Linked DNA regions of Gossypium hirsutum: all the other regions are linked to region 2. The links are chromatin contacts, called in public Hi-C maps. All regions are on one chromosome and are shown on one strand. The core of a region is the stretch at or near the end of the contact, and the rest is flanking DNA. Distances in the headings are between cores, read along the strand shown. Region 1 holds the start of LOC107886787 (transmembrane E3 ubiquitin-protein ligase FLY2). Region 2 holds the start of LOC107886792 (nicotianamine aminotransferase 1). Region 3 holds the start of LOC107886788 (protein TPX2).

What was found. Hi-C and Micro-C count contacts between places; a contact is called where the count stands out from the background.
Region 1: a Hi-C map of leaf shows a contact between it and region 2, with 1.8 times the contacts expected there. The contact joins the promoter of LOC107886787 here to the promoter of LOC107886792 in region 2. A contact is called at or near these places in 6 of 34 Hi-C or Micro-C datasets (callus and leaf).
Region 3: a contact with region 2 is called in a Hi-C map of leaf, with 2.2 times the contacts expected there. The contact joins the promoter of LOC107886788 here to the promoter of LOC107886792 in region 2. A contact is called at or near these places in 2 of 34 Hi-C or Micro-C datasets (both in leaf).

What each region holds. Positions count from the first base shown.
Region 1 is chrA03:105,503,810-105,507,599 of Gossypium_hirsutum_v2.1, forward strand. It overlaps LOC107886787 (transmembrane E3 ubiquitin-protein ligase FLY2), which reads right to left and starts at 1,759. Exons shown (of 15, transcript XM_016810850.2): 1 at 1,076-1,759; 2 at 364-436. The coding sequence starts at 1,258.
Region 2 is chrA03:105,286,772-105,290,455 of Gossypium_hirsutum_v2.1, forward strand. LOC107886792 (nicotianamine aminotransferase 1) reads right to left here and starts at 2,235. Exons shown (of 7, transcript XM_016810858.2): 1 at 1,843-2,235; 2 at 1,374-1,713; 3 at 1,068-1,286; 4 at 862-921; 5 at 501-656; 6 at 329-422. The coding sequence starts at 2,111.
Region 3 is chrA03:105,440,634-105,444,438 of Gossypium_hirsutum_v2.1, forward strand. LOC107886788 (protein TPX2) reads left to right here and starts at 2,158. Exons shown (of 20, transcript XM_016810851.2): 1 at 2,158-2,525; 2 at 2,967-3,052; 3 at 3,132-3,335; 4 at 3,416-3,474; 5 at 3,581-3,805. The coding sequence starts at 2,372.

The sequences.
Region 1 (3,790 bases), core at 509-3,008, 220 kb after region 2:
TCATCCAAATACACTCTGTCTTTGCATCCAAAACAAATTGACCTGAAGCAAGCATCTGTTTTAGTAAATAAAGTTCGATCACTGTTTTATTTTTAGAGTTCATGGAGTGCAGGTCTTGAGCCTCTGAAAAAATATATATTTTTACCAATATTTTCTAGGAAATTCATCACCTAATCATGGACAACCGAAGTGAAAAAATTACAAAAGTGTAGGGAAACCAAGAGAAGATACAGGCAGAACAACATAAAGCAATCAACCAAAAAAACGCATGGTACTTCGGCTATAAGTAACAAGATCCAGAAAATTACTCCTAATGCATCAACTCTAATATTCATATGACGGAATTCAACAAAATTTACTTACCTCGATAAGTTCCTGTTATGTTCCATGCATGAAATGGACCCAATTCGCTTTCATCTTTTCTAACAAATAGCCACTACAGGATGCATTAAGAATATCAATAAATTTATAGTACCCAAACTGAAGAGTGCAAGGGGTGAAAAACACAAAAAAAATATAGAGCCAATCTACGTATTCTTCAATAACCAAGTGATATAGCTAAAGTAAACAATCTTTTTTTCTAAGAAAGGAGGGGGGGGGGGAGCTTCATACCAAGTTGATGACATTTTTCAAAACATAAAAAGATGGTTCTTTTCTGTCTGTTAAGGAAACTTCAAGCCGGATTGCTATTTAGCTCTCCATTTTGAAAATCTACCTATCAAGATAATCTAATTTCCGGTTTCAACCACATGTGTTCTCTGGACAAGATTGTTAAAATTGCAAATCAAACTTGACATTGCCCACTTCCATTTTGCAGCATTTCATTATACAACAGCAAAAGAATAACCAAACAAAACCTATCAAAGTGCAATGACTAAAGCACTAACTCAGGAAAATTGAAATAAAATTCTAAATTTGACAACTTCAGAAGCACAATAACCAATTATACAACTATGAATTAGGCATCCAGAATCAAAACCCAAATTTTCATCTTTGCTTAAGAGAAAAATAAAATAAAATTTAACTATAATTAACATCAATAAAGAAAAAGCATAGGGAATTAAGAAGTACCAACCTCATCGCCCCATGACCGAGCCCTTTCTCTTATCGGTCTCAATCCCGCCACTGGCTTTAACATAACAAAACCAAACCACAATCCAAAAACAACCCTAAACACAAACCCTAATCTTCTCCTCCTCGAATTCCACAAAAAATCCAAATATTCCCTGGTGATCATATCAAAACCCCGACATCCCATTTCAAAAACAATACTAATTTGCTTTGTCTTAATATAAAATAAAAATATCCAACTTCAATTTCCCAGGAAGGAAGCAAATATGTTTACAGACTGATTTAAGATGATAGATACAAGAAAACGATACAAACCCACTGCACATTAAGGAGAAAGATAATAAGAGATTGCTTCAAGTAGAGTTATGTGAACCAACAAACAACACCCAAAGATCAAACAGTAGAAAATGAGAGCTCAACAAACTAATTCTCTCTCTCTCTCTCTCTCTCTCTCTCTCTCCCCTCCTTCCCTTGTGTTGTATATATAATTCTTATATTGGTTTTAATATAAACAAACAACAAAAAAGATACCCCAAAGAGAACTTTCAGAAATAAAACAGCACACTTAATACAAAATATATATTCAGAAAATACGTGAAGTATACATGAACAAATTTTTAATCTAAAAGGGTTTGGCAAAGTGGTGGTTTGTTGTTGTTGACATGTTTGCTTGAGTTTTGGTAATTAGAAGTCGAGAAAAAGAGTTTCGGCCATCTAGGTTTAGTTTGTAACAATACGCGCTCTTTCAGTGAGTTAGAATCACGTACCAATTAGGGAGAGTCAACTGATGTTTGGTCCTTACCATCTTCGGTGTATTAAAGTTATCTTAATCTTTATTAGTTAGAGGCTTAGACATGAGAACAACTAAATTATATGATTCGTTTCTATTATTATAATCTTTTCTATGTACCAAAATAAAGGAATATATCATTTACTTAATATTAAGTTGGTATTATATAATTAGGAAATTATCAGAAAAAACCCCTTTCTCCAACAAAGTAAAATTACTATTGTGAGAATATTTATATTTTTATATGTTGATAAATTTAAAAAATTAGATAAACATCATAGAATTTAAACTAAATCATCAATTTTTTTATTTAAATTAAAATCATAATTTAATCTATATTACTAATGAATCTCTTGAGTTGGGTGTCACAAATCAATTGAACACTTATTAAATTAAAAAAATTTTAAAAAATACTTTTAGATATTTAAAACAACTTATATTATTCCACAATATTTTAATCTTTTTAATTTAAAAAAATAAAAAAATATGTATATGGTGGAATTTAAACTCATATGAATTACATTTTAAAAACTCTAAACTTAGCACTCAACCAAGTCTTTATTTTAATTTTTTTCATACATTTTAATTTTGTCATGTATATTTTATTACCTTAACAATTTTATATATCAATAATGTTGTTGATTGAGATAGTATCACAAATTAATTCGACATCAACTTGAAATTAATGACAACACTATGATAAATAATTATATTCATTTAATATTCTTAATATAATATATTTATGTATTTAAATTTTATTTTATTTATAATTTAATTTAATTTTTTTAATTTTAATATCATACATATTTTTAGTATTATTAATTAATAATACTTTTAGCCGCCAACCTAATACTCTTCTAACCGTTGGTTCACATCGAAAAAATTAGAAATTTGTGTGTTAATTCACCAAAAAAATTAAATGAAAAAGGCAGTCAACGTTAAAACGATTGGAAAGGTAATTTAGATTAGTATCCTATCTATTTAATTGTTTTTACCAAACTTTAACTTCATTGACAAAATTAAGAAATTGGGTGGTGAAAAAATTAATTAAATTTTAATTTAATAAAAGAGAATAAGAAATTTTGAAATCTTAAATTGAAATTTCAAAATATATATTTTTTAAAATAGTTTTTATTATCAATCATAATAATCGATTTTCTTTGTACGTTTTCTGATAAATATTTTATTTGTAGAAAGTCCTTAGCCCCAAACGTATACGTAGAAAAATAGAAAGAAAAAAATCACAGGCACGCAACGCAACTTCAATTTTTCAACTCTCAGTTTTTACTGTTTTAACTTTTTTGCTGTTGATGATGTTCTCAAAATACTATTAATTTTTTATTTAAAAGTTAAACAGGGTATTTCTAGTTTTAGCTAAGGATGTAATTGAATTTTAGTTAAATTATATTTGAAAATTAATTTTTGTATTTGAGTTCGACTCAATAATTAAGTTTAATGTTAATAATATATATTAAAAGTAATAACATAATTTAATAATATAAAAATATAAAAAGCTCAATAAGACTCGAAAGCTTTTTGAGTCATTATTACTAAGCTCGAATTCAACTTGATCAATAGCTCGAATTGTTCAAGCTTGATAAAGCTCGGTAATTACTGAACTATGCTAAAATTCTTTTGAATCAAACTCGAGTAGCTCACGACTACTAGTGTCTCATTTACACCCTTATATCTAGGCATTGTATAAAAAAATTCTCACTCTTTACGATGTTTTATAAAAAAAATAAAAATAAAGGTTAATATACTAATTGGTACTTGAGATTAATTTTAATGTTCAATTTAATATTTGTTTTTTTTCTAATTTAGCACTAAGTTTGGTTTTAATGTTCAAATTAAAGGCTAATATATTATTTGGTACTTAAGGTCAATTTCAATGTTTAATTTGATATTTGAGTTTTTTTCCAATTTGTT
Region 2 (3,684 bases), core at 985-3,484:
TTAGTCTTGCATAGTAACCAACAATTCCTTGGGAAAAAAAGGTACTTATAGGTGTTCATTGACTCACACTAGTCCATGAAACCTACTCATAACCAAAGACTTAAATCTCACTTTCTCAATAAAGAATATTGACAACATAAACCATTCAGATTATTGTATCAGAATTGTTGCAGTTGTTGGAGCATACTTCCGGTTCATTGAAGAGTATCTTTTTTCACTTAATCACAATTGAAGATTCATTTTTGGTTTTCCTTCTTTCCCCCATAGGAAATAAGGACGTTTAGCTTAATTCTATTGGTGAAAAATGATACAGAAACTTCAATCTTACCTGGTAGAATAATGACTGATTCTTCTTTAGCTAACTTGAGACAGAAATCAACATCATCATTAATGTCTTCCAACATTGATAGGTTCAGCTTCACCTGCATTTAAAGCTTACAAATATAAATACTTTTTCAAATTCTTCAGCATACATCATAAACATCAAACCACTCCCTTACCATTACAAACATTGATCCTTCCGGTTTCTTTGGACAAGTTAAGGAAGGTATCTCTTCAATTCTATTGTAGCATATATCAGCACATTCCCTCAGGGTGCTGATAATCTTTGAGAAAAAATCCTCCTTTGTATTCTCAAGGATTTGAGGAATCGCTGCCTGTTTCATAAAACCAAATTACACCAATTTATCCGAAGGATAGGTTAGGAGAATGATTTAGAGTGAAACATTACTGAGCTTTATGGGAAAAATTATAGCACACTTCACTGCCTACAGTACATCTACTGGCTTTTGGCAAGAAAGTGGCAATTGCATTTTTCCAATGCAAGTATGTGTCTTAGCAGAAGTATCTTGATTAACAAACCTGGATAAATGTAGCGGGATCAGAAGAGATATTGAGGAATCCTGTGATCGAATCGGTTACCTGATAAGAGCCAATGAGATCATTAACACAACATGATCCGAACTTCGTATATTTCTACTTTTAAATATGCATTGCCTGTAGCCTCTTTAATTAGGAAAATGTACACCATGTATCTTAAACAAGAGAAAAATAAATTAGGGGCCAACCCCAGATTTTTGAAGAATGCCATCGGGATCACTTGTGACAAGCCACCCTAGGCGCCAACCAGGAACAACCCATCTCTTTGATATAGACCCCATGGTGAGAATAGGCACGGTTAATCCAAACACTCGCATCGGCACATATGGAGTGCTTCCAAATGCGAGATTGTCATAAGCTTCATCAGCAATGACCAAAATCCCAAGCTTTCTTGCTGTCTCTGCAATCTAACTTCCAAAAAGATAACAGTGATCAACATCTTGTTTTGAGAAGAGACAAGAAGTTATACTGAAAATAAAACAAGCTTGTTTAACCTTGTTCAAATGTTCATAGCTGAAGACATTTCCACAAGGGTTGCCTGGATTTATAATAACCATAGCAACAGTGTTCTCATCTGCAAGAGTCTCTACAGCATCAAGATCAACCTCCCAACCTTTTTCAGGAAGAAGATCATAATGACGCATTTCAAGATGGTTATAAGCACACCAAGCTTCATAGAGTGGGAAGCCCGGTCTAGGAAGCAAAATATTGGCACCGGGGCGGGAAAGAATTGATATAACAACTTCTATTCCTTGAGTACATCCATTTGTTAAATAAACATCATCGGGCGATGACTTGTAGGGAAGGTCACGGTTGAGGTAATCTGCAAGTGCCCTGTTGGAATTCGAACCAAACAAAGTTCATGACCGCTCATTCATTCATAAGCAAATTTCAGTCACACCTTAAAAATTATTTTGCAGTTTCTTTTGAAACATGATTAAAAGAGAAAATTTACAATCTAACCTTCTTGCGGGAAGAATACCAACAGTGGTCGCATAACAATTATGCTTAGCCGAACGTAGAGCATCAACGATGGCATCTTCAGCAGCAGGAGTAGTCCTGAAGCTTGGAAAATGAGAGGGGTCGCCATGACCGAGAGGAACGACTGTAAGGCAACTATCTTGGTTGATGTTGCCCATTAATAGGTTGAGATATCCTCGGACGGTGGTGGTGGACGCTGCCTCCAGGCCCTGAGTCCTTTGGAAACCCCATTTCTTTGCTCCACTCTCCATCTTCTTGTTGCTAATGGAGTTTGGACTTTGGAGTTAAGGGTTAGCGGGGCCGTGCGTCTTTAAAAACCCATTATCTACCAATCATTTATCCAACAGAATAAAAATTGGCAATTCGGTACTCAACGGTAATTGCATTTTCCATCATTTAATAATAAAAAAAAAGTAGCATAGTTTTGGTACATAATATCAAAAAGCGAAATGGTTTTATTAAAATTTTCATTCTTTTTTACTATTAAAAATTATTTTAATTAACAAAATAATCAAATAATGATATGATATGCATTAAATTTTTAGGAGAATGACCAATTTATTATTTGATCTAATGTATAAAAATTAAACTATTTATTTTAAGTAGATGAAGTAAAATACAAATTAACTCTTAATATAAAAATTTCCATTATAATTTTATAGATACTCAACAAATTACAATTTGAAATTCTATTAACACCATTTGTTAATTTCTCACCATCTGATAAAATTTTCATCACTGACACTAATAATATATTTCAATTTGTTTCAATTTTAGTTTAGAAATGATTTTTTTTTCAAATTTTATTTATATTCTTATAGGTTAACTAATAATGTTAGTCGAAAAATAAATTTTAAACTTTGATATTATTTTTGAACAAAATGAACTTTCATATTATGAATACTAGGAAACTGTTTTTACATTATTTTTTTATTATTTAAATTAATCTAAATTTAATAATTATTTTCATATTAAAACCCTAAATTCTAGAATTTTTAAGGACTAATTTAAAAAAAATTAAACTCCAATATAAAAACAATTATAAGTTTAAAACTTAACTTCAACATAAAAAAATAAAAAAAAGTTTACGCCTAAAAACTTGAAATTGTCCTATATCCTACGCGAATCACTTGGCTCACACAATATATATATATATATTTAAGGACAAAATATTTGGTATAATGTATACTATAGGCCGGTAGTGCCTATATGTTGCAGCATCCATCCCCGCCCACTCTACTTCATTACAATTTAATTTTGAGTAAATTATAAAAATAGTAACTTTTATTTACTTTAGATTAAATTTTAGTCACTTATACTTGAAATGTTACGTTTTAGTCACTTACGTTATTATTTTGTTACGAAGTGGTCACTCTACATTTAAGTTGGTATTCAATTAAACACAATAAGTTATTAAGCTTGGCATAGTTGGCTAGACATGAAAAACCACATATCAATAAGGTGAGTTTTAACTTGTAAATAAAACATATAATACCACAATCACATATCATGCCAATTCATGTCATTTTGATTAACTAGATCAAAACTTATTCAATCATGGAATGAAACAATTATATACATGCTAATATCATTTCTTCAATACTTTGTTCAAGTTCAAATTCAAATTTTCACAAGTGGATATCAAGATCTTTATGTCTCATTTCAATTTCTCAATTCATGTAATTTATTTTGCCTAATGAACTTTAGTAAATGGACTCGGATACATAAGTATCTCTGATACACCAATTGCTCGTACGAGCTAAAGTTATAATCATGTCAGGTTACTAGTCCAGGCTAAACCTTTATAATGACACATTTGATTGC
Region 3 (3,805 bases), core at 908-3,407, 150 kb after region 2:
TCTAGATTATTGTGATAATTTTTTACTCATGTTACTTTTTAAGGTAAACTACAAAAAATAGTTACCCCACTACGCTTTTAGTTCTATTTTGGTCACTCAATTATTATTATTATTATTTATTTAGTCACTCAACTTTTCAAAATCAAATACTTTAGTCACTCTTTTGTTAGTTACCATTAGAAGAATAACGAAAAGCTGACACGAGTCTTTTTTTATTGACCTAATAACAAATTTAGGCCACCAATGGTTACACATTTTATTAATTTGATCCTAAATCTAAAATATTCAACAAATTTAGCCCTTAATGTTTACAAAAGTTTTTCATTTTAGTTCAAATTCTAAAAGTTCAATAAATTTAATCCTCAACATTTACAAAATTTGTCAATTTAGTTATAAATTTATTTTTCTTTAAAAAAGAGAGGAAAAATATTTAAAATATTTTTATTTTTTAAAATATTCCTTGATGTACCTCCAAAACCCACTAAATAAGAAGAGTATTTAACACCATTCGAATTATGCTCCTTTTAAACTAATGCCACCTTCGTGAGTAAGGTAAAAAAATCAAGTTGGCTTAAATCCAACTAAGTGCCATATTTTAAATTAATAACATATTATTTAATTAAATTCCTCTAAAAAAATAACAATTTTTTGAACTATTAAAAAATTGTTTTGAATTTTTTCTTATCTTAAAAATATATAAAGAGTTAATTTTCGAGTAGAGAAAACTATGCAATGTGAAATCTTTCATGAAATAAAAACCTTAAAAAGCTTTTCTTCACCTTATTTCTTTCCGACTTGGACATGTTATCAATAACTTCCAAACGTAGGTAGTCTAACGACCAAAGTCCTAGAAAATCTAGTTCAAAAATTGATAATATAAGCTAAACTGAATCAAGGGACATACCTTTGTCAGTTCTATGTCCCATGGAGATGTAAAACTTCATCTCTCTAATCAATCTATTCCATGCTCATTTCTTTTTGAATCATTTGACATATATATATATATTTATATTTTTTATTTATAATACGACCAAATTTGAAGAATATGTTAATTTTTATAATTAGGCCAAAACGTCCTAAAGGCCTAATTAAAAAAATAGTATATTCATCAAATTTAGCCTTATAATACATATATTTTGGTTTTTTATTTATAATTTCTTTATGATTTTTAGATTTTTAAATTATTTTTATAAATTTCATCAAAAAATAATTTTAAAATATTTTTCCTTTTTAAACTTTTAGAATTAGAACTAAAATGACAAATTATTCTAAATGTTAAGGACTAAATTTATAGAATTTTTTCAAATTAGAATTAAAATGACTAATTTTATAAATATGCAGAGCTAAATTTGTTTTAAAAGTTGGATAATTTGGTAATTTTTCAATAGAGTTATTAGTGATATCAATTCAATTAAAAAAGTTAAATAATAGAACCCTATTTTATGACCTAATGGTCAAGGATATTCATCGTCCCAGGTGTGATCTGAGTTCGAATCACGTTAGTTGCATTAGTTGTTCTGGTTTTACTCTATTATTGTAATTCAAAAAAAAAGTTAAATAATAATATAAATATATTAAAAAATATATGTATAATAGAAAATCCATTGCAAGGCTTAAAACACTAGTTAATTAAACAAAAGAAAATCTTTCCTCCACTAAATTAATTAAGACTTATTTTTGGGAAGGTTTAATGGACTTGGACAAACACTAACCTTTTAACTTTTAAACCCCAAATTTAACTTAACTTGACCCATTTTGATTTTTTTTCCCAATGGAAACTCATTTTTAAACTTTATAATTTATTATTTTTTCAAAATATATATTATATTTTTAATAATATAATAAGTAAATATATAACGCTATAATATAAATATTAAATATATATTTAAAATTTTTAATAAAAGTATATATAATTATTAAATATAAAATACTAAATGGATTTAGATTAAGTATTTATAAATTTTGATTGAAGGAGTCAATGTACTTTAACTGACCCTCGTACAAGTGTAGGGACAAAATGAAGTAAATTTTGTTACGGAACCAAAACGGCACACTTTATACAGGTCAGGACTCAGGAGAGCGTGGGAAATAGCCGTTAGAAAGGCACCTCATCTCTTACTCACCAAATTGACACAAATTTGACCGTTACAACACCTTCCCCAAATTAAAAAAAAAAAAAACAAAAAACAAAAAATCGACCGTTGCAGTTCCTCATGTTTAACTCCAATCTGCAATCATCCGCACTTATTGCCAGTAATGCGGATCTTCTAAGAATCTAAGAAGGAAGCGAAATATCTAGAGACTTTCCGATAATAACTCGCTCCCGACCCCCTTAAACCCTGGAAGATTGAATCTCTCTGTTTTGCATCTGATGGATGACTCGAGTGAGGCAACGGCAAGGATGATCGACGAGATATACGAGTTCTCAGCGCCGCGTTTCTTTGATTTCATCAAAGGAGAGTCGGAAGAAGAAACGCGTGAAGCCGAGCTCTGGTTTGAAACCGCCTTAAGCTACGCCCCTTCTCGTATGTTCTTTCTCTTTCTCCTTCCTGTTTCTTTCTTATTTTGTGAATCAACTGATCCTCACTCTTTAAAGATTGTATTCTTTGAATCATTATTTTCTCTGTAACTGATTCATTTTGGTAGATGGCTCTTAATTTTCTTGGAGTTTTGTCTAGATAGATTTTAATTGTTAATAGACTCCTAGGTTTGATCCACTAATCCTTTGTGTCTCTGTTTACTTAGATTTGATAGGAAAAGGAATATACATTAATTATCCTTAAAACTGCCTTTGTTCTACTCAAAATTATTGGAATGAATTTAGGATAATGGAATTGGTTAATTCTCATTTGAACTGTAAATCAAATCAAGTTACATTTTGGTCCCATATTTTCCGTAATCAAGCCAACCTTTTGCTTTTATCTTATGGAGATTTCATTTCTTTTTGGTTTTTCCCCATAATGCAGCTTGTATGGTTAAAATTAAGGCCCATAATCGATCCGTTCATGTTGAGAGTCTCTGCAATTTCAGTGAAGAAGATCAAATTCAAAAGGTGGGAATTTCTTTAAATATCTTCTAAAGCAATTTCTCTCATTTTGAATTTGGTCATTATGAATATAATTTTGCTGCAGGCCTCGGAAGCTTCAGATGAAGCAGTTCCTAATCCCAATGGCGCAGAAGACAAGCCTCAAACCGAGCCTGATAAAGTAAAGGAAGCAGCTCCTAATCCTAATGGCTTAGAGGACAAGCCTCAAACTGTGCTTGTACCGGATAAAGTAAAAGAAGAAGTCAAACCCTCTGAGGCAAATGTTGAAAACAATCAAATTGTCAATGAGGTGATTAGTGGACTTATTTTCATCCGTTCTTGTTATTGATTAATTCTTCTGTTTTCTCATGATTTTAAACTGTATTTCAGAGTCCTAATCATAAAGGTAAGGAGCAAGTAGAGATTCTATGTGCTCAAGAGAAAGAAAGGTTTGTTCTTTGGGTTTTGAAAATTTTGTAAATAGTATCTGAGTTCTATTATGAATACTTTGGTTCTTATCCTTGTATATTTGCTTCCTTTCTGTTAAATATTCAGTGTCCTGACTGAAAAAGGACGTTCAAATGTAACTGGTGACAAGGAGAAAGCCGAATCTTCTGTGCAAGTAGAAACCGAAGCTTGCACTCCTAAACCATTGATGAATTCTCAGAAAAAACTGGTGAGTGACAAGAAGCACCAGACAGCTAAAAAGATAGCTAGTATGATAAGGAATCCATCATCAGTGTTGAAGCCGAAAAAAGGCAGTGCTGGAACTCCTAATTT